3 separate regions of the Mus musculus genome follow, and all the other regions are linked to region 3. The links are chromatin contacts, called in public Hi-C maps. All regions are on one chromosome and are shown on one strand. Each heading gives the region's core, a stretch centred on a gene start, on an enhancer-like site or on the middle of the called end of the contact. The rest is flanking DNA. Distances are from core to core; before and after follow the strand shown. Region 1 holds the start of Smim38 (small integral membrane protein 38). Region 2 has its middle 20 kb from the start of Smim38. Region 3 has its middle 53 kb from the start of Ccnd1.

Region 1 (3,835 bases), core at 133-2,632, 220 kb before region 3:
CAAATGTTGAGAAGAAATGCCAGTAACAGTAGTTACTGACACTGGCTGGGAAGGCCTACTCTTAGCCCAGCTCAAGGCAGCACAGTTTGGCAGAATCAGGTCTAATGCAATGTGGGTTTCCTTTAACCTGCCCTGGAGGCCTCGGACCACATGAAACCAGGGGACATGTGAGAGTCATGATATAGACATGGGAGACTTCAGAGGCTGTAGGGGCCAGGATATAAAGGAAGTGAGCACTGGGCTGGGGAGACAGTTTGGTTGATTGGTTGGTTGGTAAAGAGCTGGCAACACAAGAGTAAGGACTCAAGTTTTATCCTTAGAACCTGTGCAAAAAAGCCAAGTATAGTGACACACTCTTATGATCCCAGCTCTGGGGACATGGAGTCAGAAAGATCACAAGCTCACTGCCACAGTTGGCAGGAGCTGGAACCCCCTCTGCTTTTCACACCAGCCTTCCACTGGCCTCACTAGTGACTGGACTTATACCTGGCAAATATCAGGGAACAGTGAGCAAGGACCTGTCCCTGTCACTTCAATGCTTGAACATGTAGGTGTAGGAAGTCACTGTGGATTCTTCAAGCCTTGAAGATAGCCAGAGTCCCCTGATCTGTTCTCTGTGACAAGGGACAAGAGCCTTCATGACTGAACTCTGAATACCATAGCAAACACTACTTATCTCTGGGTCTTTCATGTTGCTTTGAGCTGTGTCCAATAGCAGGTGATTCTGGATGTGGTGGTCCAAGAGGTCGGTGAGAAATCTAGGAAACAGGAAGGTGGGGATGGAGGAAGCCATAAAAAGAGGGTTGACTTTTGGCCTTCTCCACCCAATTTGGGGATGTCTGGTGGCTGTGTACCCTTGAGTTAGTCCAGGGGACCAAGAGCCCATCTATTGTATGGTCAAGGTTTGGTAAAAATTTGCCCAGGGGACAGTTCCTGTGGTCCCAATACCGAGGCTGGCGAGACCCTAGTGGACCAGGAAGAGCACAGACCATGCTCATCATCAGTTGTGGGTGACTCAGAGAGTCCCTTTTACCACAGTGGAGAGCACCCTGGTGTCCTCCAGGCAGAGAAGCTGTGTCTTTACTGTCTCCATCTGTGTCTTGCTTCTTCCTATGCTTTCTCCATCCTCCCTGACTTCATCCTCCAGCATCCCACTGACCTCCTCTGCTAGGAGCAGCTAGGAGGGCCAACACTTGCTTCCCTGAAGGACACACGGCAGACTTTATGCTTGCTGACTCCCAGAGGCATATGAGCAGGAAGGGTCAGGCCTCCTTGACCCCAGAGTCTCCTGTGTCTTGATGCCATGTGACCTGGGACAATATTGACTTTCCCTATCTGATGGTGTGCTTGATAAACACAGAGCTTTGTTCAAGGCCACCTTGGCTCCACCAGTAATAGGCCCGAGCTGGTGGCCATGCTCAAGTCAGACAGCTTCGGCTTCCAAGAAAGCCTCACCCGGAGATGTGGCCTCTCAGGTGAGTGAAATGCTGGCTAAGGTAAGCCCTTGGCTTCTTCCCTTCCCAAGAGCATGGTGGCATCCATTGGGGGACTCTCACCCCAGATTCACTTGGGTTCCTTTGGTAAGTGAGCAAAGCCTTCTGTCTGAGACATTCCAGAAACCCCTGAGGAGGAAATGTTTGGTGTAATTTCTGGTTAGGCCTGGCTCCTAATTTCTAGATCCTCACTTACATTTGGAGCGTTAGAAAAGCAAACCCAGGAATGTTTCAAGAATGTTGTCCTGAGTGCTGGACTGGGTGGCCTGGCACTGCAGAGTGGGAGACAACCTCGGTCAGTCCCAGGGATGTACCAACTGCAGCGTGAGAGGCGGAGGGTGGACACAGGGAACTTACATACCTCTGGCACACTTGGCGTTAGTGTTGTGGAATCCTCAAATTGGCACCATTCTCAAAATCTCCACTTCCCATTCTATGATGTGCTGCCTGCCAGTCCTTTGTGTTTGTCGTTATTTGAAATCTTCTAGAAAGGCTATACAGGGTGAATACTCTTAATGCCATGAAGGAAAGAGTTCAGAAATAGAGAGAGGCGACCAGTGATAGGCTACAATTCTCCACGTGGAAGGCCCCCTTGCATGTCTCATGGCTTGTTGGACTGCTTCCGGGTGAGACAACTTGGGCTGAAAGTCCAGGAAGGACCCTGTGGCCAAGTATTCTTACTTCTCCCAGTGCCCCTGGCTGCAGGTGAGGTCCTGCTTAGTGGGACACAGGGTTGGCATTAGAAGTAGGGGAGAGCAAGCCAGTTTTTTCTTCATCTAAGGAGACCTCAGCTGTGAGGGGCCAGACTGGGGACAGGGTCCGGGCCAGAGTAGCTCACACAGGGGGACAGAGTCCTCACATGCGTGTGGTCACACGTGTATGTATGAGCACATGTAACTGGCAGACAGATGCTGTTTTTCTGGAAAATTCTGGAGGTGTGTCCTCAGAGCGGCTGCTCTAAGGGTGCTGGGCCTATTTAAGTATTCTCTCTTTGTCTTTCAGAGCAGGGGGCTCTGACCTCATTTCCCAGAGAGGAACCTGAGGTCTAAGGAAGTGAGCATCTTCCTCACCGACACTCAGTGAGTCCCAGGCTAATCAGCCAACAGCCCTGCGTGGGAAGCTGGAAGTGGGTTATAGGGGTTCCTTCCCATAAACCTCCTATGGAGCTGGGGTAGGTGGTGCTCAGCCCATCTCTAGAGGTTGCCCTCCCGGGGTTGTGAGAGGGAGATTAAACCCACTCCTCCAGGTTCCAGACCCTTTCTGGGGCGGTCTGTGTTGACTACCCCCATGCTACTACAGGCTGGGGCAGCCTTAGGGACTCAGCGCACAGCCTGTGTGCTAATTGAGCCATGTCTGGGGTCGCCTCTGGGCTCCAGCCGACTGTTCCCCCCCTCTCTGTGCCTCTCTCCTCTTTTCAATCGCACAGTCTCCCTGCCGCCCTCCCTGCTGGGCCGGGCCTCCCTGCAAGCCTCGTGGCCCCTGCTCGGTGCGGGCCTGCTGCTGCTGCTGTACAGCCCGCCCAGCCTCGGACCGTGCTGGCCTCCAGAAGTGATAGCTAATTGGGGAGAGAAAGGGCTCGATTGTCTGCGGCAGCCGGAAAGGCCTGGAGGAGGCGGCCGCTTCGCCCTGCAGCTGCCGCCGGGAGATGTTTGGGGATTACGTCAGCCTGGCAGGCAGGGGCCGCGGGGACAGCACGGGAGGCGGGCTCCCGCAGGCCTCCCGCGGCCAGGGCCTCTGGACAATGCTGCCATTGTCGGTGCACGGAGTGCTTAGCTCCCCATGAATGGTACACGGGCCTCTTGACCAAGGAGGCCGCCTATAGCCCCAACTGTCCTCCTCACAGGCGGGGAGGCCCAGTGCGGTGGGAAGGACTGGCTGTGGACTGCACGGATCTGTCCTTCAGAAGGGGCCACCGGCAGGCAGGCAGGCAGGGCTGAGATCAGGCTCCAGCGAGGCTGCTGCTACTGCTATACCCTGCATGGTGGCCTCCCTCCTCAGTATGGCCTCCTGGCTGGGGGACACTGCTGGCTCTGACCCACTCATGGTGCTCCTGGTTGTCATTCTCCTGGTACGCTTCATACTGTGGTCCTGTCTGGGGACCTATATGGACTATAGGCTGGCCCGGCCTCATCCTGGCAAACCCAAGGAAGAGTAAGCCAAGGGGCACAATAAAGACCCAATCTAGAAGGTTGTGTGCTGTGGCTCTATCATCCTTCTGTGGGTTGGCAGGAGGTAGTGGGACACCCACCTGTCATCAGTCAAGTGCCACAGACACCCTCCTGCAGCACACTGTTACTCTCCCTTGCCACAACCCTCCACACCTGCCCCCTAGATCCCCTAGG
Region 2 (3,570 bases), core at 380-2,879, 200 kb before region 3:
GAGAGCTGGGCTGTCTCCCGTGAATACCTCATGTGCAGCACGACAGCTGGGCTGGTATTGCGTTATCAGCAGGCTCATCATATATTACTGGCCAGACCTGGCCACATGATGTCATTCATTGTGTGCTGTAACCTTTCAATCTGTGTTAGTTCTCTGATTGATCTCGAATCTCCGCATTTTTGCAGGGACCGGCTGGCGAGCTCATATGTCTAACTAGGTCTCCCCTTTCATCTTTCACTCCACCATATCCAGATTCTCTACAAATTGCCTTTGTTCATGGATAAGCCAGGCCACTCCTCCCTTTTAACAGCAAACAGTCTTGGTTCAGAAATGGAATATTTTCAGCCATGAATTTCAGGATATTTTCTTCATTTCCCTACCTAATTCAATAAACAGACCCCTTATCTACAGCAGCTCTCAACAGAATGGACTCACTCCCCCGAACTGTGATGGCTCCAAATGTAGTTTTAGTCTTTAATGTTTTCTGATGGTTTCCAGAGCGGCCTTTTATTTTCCAGGGGATGCACTGGTGACGCTGGCTCTGCCCAAGGACTGATCTTCTCTCCCAGGTCAGGATGGGGTTAGAGGGTCAGAGTTGTGGTTCCGCCATCCAAAATGTAAAATCAAGTCTTGACATCATCAGAGTGGCTTGAACCCTTTCCTTCTGGGTGAGAACATGAATGTCTCTGACGTCTGACACAGTTTCTCACACTTTTTTCTGTGTACTGGGTTCTTAGTGAACAAAACATTATTTTTTTTAATTTTTTTATTAGGCATTTTCCTCGTTTACATTTTCAATGCTATCCCAAAGGTCCCCCATATCCACCCCCCCCAATCCCCTACCCACCCACTCCCCCTTTTTGGCCATGGCGTTCCCCTGTACTGGGACATCTAAAGTTGGCAAGTCCAATGGGCCTCTCTTTGCAGTGATGGCCGACTAGGCCATCTTTTGATGCATATGCAGCTAGAGACAAGAGCTCCGGGGTACTGGTTAGTTCATATTGTTGTTCCACCTATAGGGTTGCAGTTCCCTTTAGCTCCTTGGGTAATATCTCTAGCTCCTGCATTGGGGGCCGTGTGACCCATCCAATAGCTGACTGTGATCATCCACTTCTGTATTTGCTAGGCCCCAGCATGGTCTCACAAGAGAGAGCTATATCTGGGTCCTTTCAGCAAAATTTTGCTAGTGTGTGCAATGGTGTCAGCATTTGGAAGCTGATTATGGGATGGATCCCTGCATATGGCAATCACTAGATGGTCCATCTTTTTGTCACAGCTCCAAGTTTTGTCTCTGTAACTCTTTCCATGGGTGTTTTGTTCCCATTTCTAGGAAGGGGTACTTGCTAAACGCATGAAATTCAAGAAGAAGGAAGACCAAAGTGTGGACACTTTACCCCTTCCTAGAAATGGGAACAAAACATATTATTATCTCCTGTATTGATCTCACAGAGATCTCTGTGGGGTTCCTAGACACCCAACACAGGAGCTTCTGCTCCAGTTTGGATTCTCCAGAAGAGCCTTTAGCAATTTGAGAGCAAAGGTCAAGTTAATTGAGTCTGAATTTAGCATTGTTTTTGGTGAATCAGCATCTCCGGAGATAACCACAGGCTGACCTCATGGGGAGGGAGGAGTAGCTTGGTAAGGAAGTGCCTGGCACAGATGGAGCCTCCTGGGTGGCCAGCACTACTGGTCACCCTGTGGGGACATCACTGGCTGAGATTTGTCTAGTGCTGTCTCATATCTCTCTTTTTATGTTTGTTCCAATTTCGTGTGTATGTGTTTTTACACACATGCACGTCTGTGTGTGTTTACATGCATGTATATCTGTGGGTATGCATGTATGTATACATTTCTGTGTGTATATGTGTGCATATGCATGTGTGCACGCATTTGTGTATGTGTATGTATTAGGCATTTTTGTATGGTGTCAAATGTGTGTGCATGTATTATGCATCTATGTGTGTGTATGTGCATGTATTATGCAGTGTGTGTATGTGTGTTCGTATGCTGCATCTCTGTGGGTGCAGGTGTAGACCTGGGTGGTGCAGTGTAGAGGTCAGAGCACAGTTCCAGCTTCTCTCTTTATGTGCATTCCCCCTTTTGTGTGAGGTAGGTTCTCTCATTGAACTTAGCCAGGAACTTCACATAGGCCAGACTATCTGCCCCCAGGCTTCTGGGGATACACTTCTCTCTGCCTTCCATCTTACTGGCACTAGGATTACAGGACAGAGTTGCCACACCCAGCTCTTTGTGTGGATGCTGGGAACACTTGCTTCTGTTTCTTGCTTGAGAATGATGCTTAGAGCGTCTATGCTATCCTTGAATGAAGGGACCTTGACTTTTGAGTTCTGCAATGTCTGGAGCTGACTTATGGTCTATTGATGGTTGGTATGGTTTCCCACCATTTAGTGGTAGTGGGGTTCCCCTGGGAAAAGTTGGAGGGTGGGCATGGTACATCTCTGGGCCCTCAACTCCTCTGCACAAACTGCCCCATATGCATTGACCCTAGGCTTGGGCTGCATTTCTGGGTGTTTCAAAGTGGCATGTGAGGGAGGTGGCAAAAAACACTGGCATCCTTGCTTGACTTTTCCTTCATTCAGGGAGAGGAGGGTCCAAGAGGACGTGAATCTGAGGGGTCATGTTTGTGGGTCTGGTGAGTTTTGTGGAACACTGGACTGCCTACAGAGAAGGCCCCCACAGTGGTTCCATAAAAGGTGGTCCTGTCTTCTGACCAGTTCTTATGGTCGTGGTGTTGGGCTGTGCAGGTAGGCAGGAGATGAGAGGAGCCAGAGTCAGTCTGTAGCAAACCCGTCCAGATGCCACTTCCGTGACACTGTGAGTGACTCCATTCCTGAAGCCTGGCCAGAATGGGAATTCCCCCTTCCTGGAATATACAGATACTCCTCGACTCTCAATGGGATCCCCTCCCGGAAGCCCACTTCAGGCTAAACGCACCAGGACTGGAAAGTGAGTCAAAATCTCTCACCCTCTCCCACCCCGTGGCCCCTGGCTGAAGTCGGGGTCACTCTGCTGTGCTGAAATGTGGGAGAAGTTCAGACTGCATATCTACCCCTGGCCTGAGGAGACAGCAAACTCAAACCGCAAGTACACTTGTTTTGTTTTTGTTGTTGTTTTGTTTTGCATAGGGTATCCTGTAGCTCACACTCACCATACACTAGGTATGTAACCAAAGGTGACCCTAAACTTCTGATCCTCCTGCCTCCACCTCCCCAGTGCTGGAATGACAGGTTTGTGCCACCATACTGGGTTTCTGTTGTGCTGAGGAAAGCCTTGTGCATGCTGGGCAGGCACTCTACCAACCAAGCCACATCCCCAGCCCTGAAATAGTTTCTATTGAATGAATGTTGCTTATATACTGTGGGAGAGGAAAACAAAATGTCAAAACTTAGTAAGACAGGATCTGTTTGAACTTTCTTTCCTTTTTTAAGTGGGATGGAAAAATGGCTGAGTGGTTCACGTGATTGCTGCCCAACTGTAAGGAATGGACTTCAGGACCCCAGAAATCCATGGAAATGCCCCAAAGGTTGGGGTCAGCCTCAGAAGGTGGAG
Region 3 (3,753 bases), core at 1,204-3,703:
GGCATTGTGCAACCTCTCTGGGCTCCCAGGACACAGCACTTCATACTGGGTGACTATCATTCCCTGGGGTACATGACAGGACTATTGATAGCTCTGGATGGCAAAAGCTGAAACATGCCCACACACTGTCCGGAGCCCAGGACAGTCCTATAGCTCTAAATGCTCAAGCTTTGACTTTACCATAGCAGCATGTACATGCAAAGGTTGGGAAGCAGAGGGACCTTCCTGTGCAGCTCAGTGGCCCTGGCCAAGCTGAGGCCAAGATCTTTGAAAAAAAATAAAATGTGCTGTACAGGAGCCCTCCTGACTCTGCTTCCATAGTGAGGCTTAGGGAGACGATCTACTTGGCCTGGTAGGGTAGCATCTCTGTCCAACCAATCATGATGTCAGGCAGCCATCAGGGAGCTAATGGCCTGAGTTTTCTTCACATCCCCTTGACTCTTGCCACCACCATCATCAAGCCCAGTCCAGATTCCTATGAATGTGACAGCCCAGTGACCAGCGGTGGCACTCTCTGCCTTCCAAGACCCCACTCTAGGCAGTTGCCCAACAGTCTCAGGATGCACATTCACACATGGGACCATTTTTTGAATTCTTTGGGAGTGAGAGCAGCCAGGCATCAACAGAGCCCTGTTCACAGGCCAGGCTGGCAACGAGAGAGGGAAGCTATTGTGCAGGCCCCACTACACACTGTAGAACAGTGCCAGCCAACCAGACTGCGGGGCAGAGCTTCAGAGGAGGGCCATCCCATAGATGACGAGGATCCCAACTCCAGAGGCTAGACCCTGCCTCTAGATAGCAACTGTCCCAGAAGGGAGACCATGGGGCAGCCATCTTTCCCCACAGAACAATGAGGTTGGAACAGCTTCATAACAGGCAGGCTGCTTTGACTGGGCAGAGGCAATTGAGGCCCCAGGCCAAATGAAACTCCCCATGCAGGCTTGGAGTCTCAGTCCCAAGATGCCATCTAGGTGGTACTAATGCAGACATAGCTAGAGGAGGCCCAGGCCCACTCTGTTCCATCTGGGCAGCAGCCTATGGTTCCCCTCGCCTCTGAGTCACACCTTCATCAAAACCTAGAAATCCCACACGCCCTAGCCAGAAGAGCAGCATGCACACTGTGAGCCCTTGAGTAGTGAGTGAAAGGGTGACTGAAAGAATAAAGATAAGCAAGAGGAAATGGATGGAGAAGGAGGGCATTGAGCTGGGGAGGGGCTTAGTTGGTAATTGATTCCTACACAAGCATGAGGTCCCGAATTTGGATGCCCAACACCCACATGAAAGGCAGGCAGAGCAATGTGCACCTGCTATCCCATTGCTGGGGAGTCGGAGGTAAGTGGGTTCCTGGGGCTCACTGTGCAGAGAGTCAAACTGAATAGGTGAGACCTAGGATCCGAGAGAGACCTGGTCTCAGAAAATGAGGAAGACACCCGAGACTGACCTCTGACTATGCATGCACAGGTATAAACATACATACAAAGATACACACAGGCAAGGAGGAGTGTATAGTTATAAGCATTAGGTGCATGCATTAGATTTGAGGGGTGTGGAAGACCCTAGGCCCTACTTGAGTCATGTCCTCAACCAAATAAATAAGGGGATTCCTGATCACCCAGCAAAGCCAGGGCTCCAGGATCTTCCTCTATGTGCAAGAGAGGTACAGATTGGTACACATATCCATTGACCCAAAGAACACTCAACCCTGGCTGCTGGACATGGTATTGAGCCAAGATGGGCCTGATTCCCGTGCATTCCAAAATCCCCTACGAATTTGGAAAGCACCGGAACCCGGGGACTTTTCCAGAGTGTAGTTCATTCTGCCAATGAGAAAGACTACCATTACATCTGAGTGGTCCGAGAACTGCCAAAGCATGATGACCCACCCAGCAGAGAGGCTCTCCCGCTGTCCATGTAGCCACTGCCTCCTAGGCCTGGCCCAGCATCCCCAAGTGCAGCAGCACACACAAACAGGGTTCCACTTTATAACCTGAAATATCACTTGCCATCCAAGTAGCCCTTACAGGTGCCCCCCCCCCGCATGTTGGCAGCTGCAGCTGCTGGAGAGGGGATACCCACTTGTACCTACTGGGGGAAGGAGCCAGGGTCACATACATGGCCATGAAAACCTCTGCACTTGTCACTAATTAGAAAACTTAGCTGACAGAATTAGTTGCTTTTCTATTGCTATACAAAAACCACTACTAAAGCAACTCATGGAAAGAAGAGTTTACTTGGGCTTATGGTTTCAGGGTTTGGGGCCCATAATAATGACACAGCATGGCAGCAGGTGGCAGTCATGACAGATGGAACAGCTGAGCTCACTTGTCAAACTGTGAGAAGAAAGTAGAAAGAGAGAGTGAAAGTAGAGAGAGAGTGTGAACTGGGAATGGTGACTGACTGAAACCTCAAAGTCTGCCCCTAGTGACACACTTCCCCCAGTGACACACTTCCCTCAGTGACACACTGCCCCTAGTGACACACTACCCCCAGTGACACACTTCTTCCTGTAAGTCCACACCTCTCAAGCCTCTCCAAAAAGCTGCCAACCAGGGACCAGGTATTCAAATGTCAGAGCCTTTGGTGGGCATTGATCATTCTAAACACCATACGACATCATTCACAGGTAAACTCCCTGGGGCCGTCTAAAAGACTGGAGTTTAGAGATCAAACCCAGGAGACTTAAGCAATATCTACATCTGAGTAGCTTCTGCCATCTGCCCTCACCTCCTAATAAAGCAGTCAGATTAGAACTCAGCACGGGTGAAGATAAACCCTCAGACACAGTAAGAGATGTACCCACTTGTCCATGCCCACTGTATCCTAAGCTATCTCAGTCCTATCAAGCCGTCCATCAAGATTACTAACATCCTGTGTGATCACAACCCTGCATTTTCAACTCTGCCGTGGTCTTCCTCCCCTGTGCCTGCATTCTGTTTGTTCATCTAACCTTCTTGCACACTCTGTAGGAGGCACTAAAACAAGTGACCATGTCTTCTGCTCCTTTGCTTCTGGATTCTGGGGAAATCCTTCAACTGTAAACTGTGGCTTGGAGCCCTAGGTTTCATCTCTGTCTGTTAGAATTAACCCAGACAATGCCTCTGGGATGTCATGAGAATAGATCTGTGTGCACATATGAATGCATGTGCATGTGTGTGTGGGCTTGCAGGCATGTGTATGCATGTGTGTTTGTATACACACCGTGGTTAGTTTTAAAAGCCTATTTGCCACAACCTAAAATAATCTGGGAAGAAAATCTCAATGAGGGATTATCTAGATCAAGTTGGCCTATAGGCATTTCTATGAGAAACTATTTTGACTGTTGGTTGATATGAGAAAAATTAGCCCACTTGCGGTGGCTCCATTCCTTAGGCAGAGTTCCAAACTGTACAGAGCATGAGGAAGGTAGAGGGAAGTAGGTAACATGGAGGTGTTCCTTCAGCTCTTGGCTATAGGTATCATGTGACCAGATGTCTCAAGCTCCTGCCTCAGTGACTTCACTTCCATAATGGGACTGTAACCTAGAATTGTGTGAGCAACAGCCCCTTCATGCCTTGAGTTGCTTTTTCCAGGGTATTTTGTCACAGTAACAGAAATGAAACTAGGAGATGGTATATGGTTTGCTTGTTTCAAATCCTCTTTCTTTTGCTAACTTCATTTCCATAGGAGTTCACTTCTTCTGTACCTGCTGTCTTCACTGTCTGGGATCCTTGGTGCCCAGTCAGCATGGGGCTGAGATAGACTGTCCCTCATGCT

The links. A called contact is a pair of places that touch in the nucleus more often than the background predicts.
Region 1: a contact with region 3 is called in a Hi-C map of bone marrow-derived macrophages, with 31 read pairs. The contact joins the promoter of Smim38 here to the enhancer-like site in region 3. A contact is called at or near these places in 2 of 484 Hi-C or Micro-C datasets (bone marrow-derived macrophages and embryonic fibroblasts), 6 of 115 datasets of contacts at active chromatin or transcription factors (bone marrow-derived dendritic cells, bone marrow-derived macrophages, embryonic stem cells and 2 more) and 3 of 9 other capture datasets (adipose tissue, embryonic trunk and liver).
Region 2: a contact with region 3 is called in a Hi-C map of bone marrow-derived macrophages, with 35 read pairs. The contact joins two enhancer-like sites. A contact is called at or near these places in 1 of 484 Hi-C or Micro-C datasets (bone marrow-derived macrophages) and 4 of 115 datasets of contacts at active chromatin or transcription factors (bone marrow-derived macrophages, embryonic stem cells and pancreatic cancer cells).

What each region holds. Positions count from the first base shown.
Region 1 is chr7:145,205,666-145,209,500 of GRCm38.p6, reverse strand. Smim38 (small integral membrane protein 38) reads left to right here and starts at 1,382. Exons shown (of 3, transcript NM_001369202.1): 1 at 1,382-1,475; 2 at 2,496-2,572; 3 at 2,920-3,678. The coding sequence starts at 3,493. The coding sequence ends at 3,648. It also overlaps a transcript of Tpcn2 not described here. RefSeq lists an enhancer at 1,805-3,835.
Region 2 is chr7:145,186,055-145,189,624 of GRCm38.p6, reverse strand. It overlaps a transcript of Tpcn2 not described here. Among named protein-coding and RNA genes, the nearest start is that of Smim38, 20 kb to the left of the region's middle. Within about 2 kb of position 1,629, at least 11 of the 459 cell types and tissues checked have an H3K27ac peak or open chromatin away from gene starts, as enhancers often do. A contact at or near this core is called in bone marrow-derived macrophages, where this site is marked.
Region 3 is chr7:144,990,646-144,994,398 of GRCm38.p6, reverse strand. No RefSeq gene overlaps it. Among named protein-coding and RNA genes, the nearest start is that of Ccnd1, 53 kb to the right of the region's middle. Within about 2 kb of position 2,453, at least 19 of the 459 cell types and tissues checked have an H3K27ac peak or open chromatin away from gene starts, as enhancers often do. A contact at or near this core is called in bone marrow-derived dendritic cells and bone marrow-derived macrophages, where this site is marked.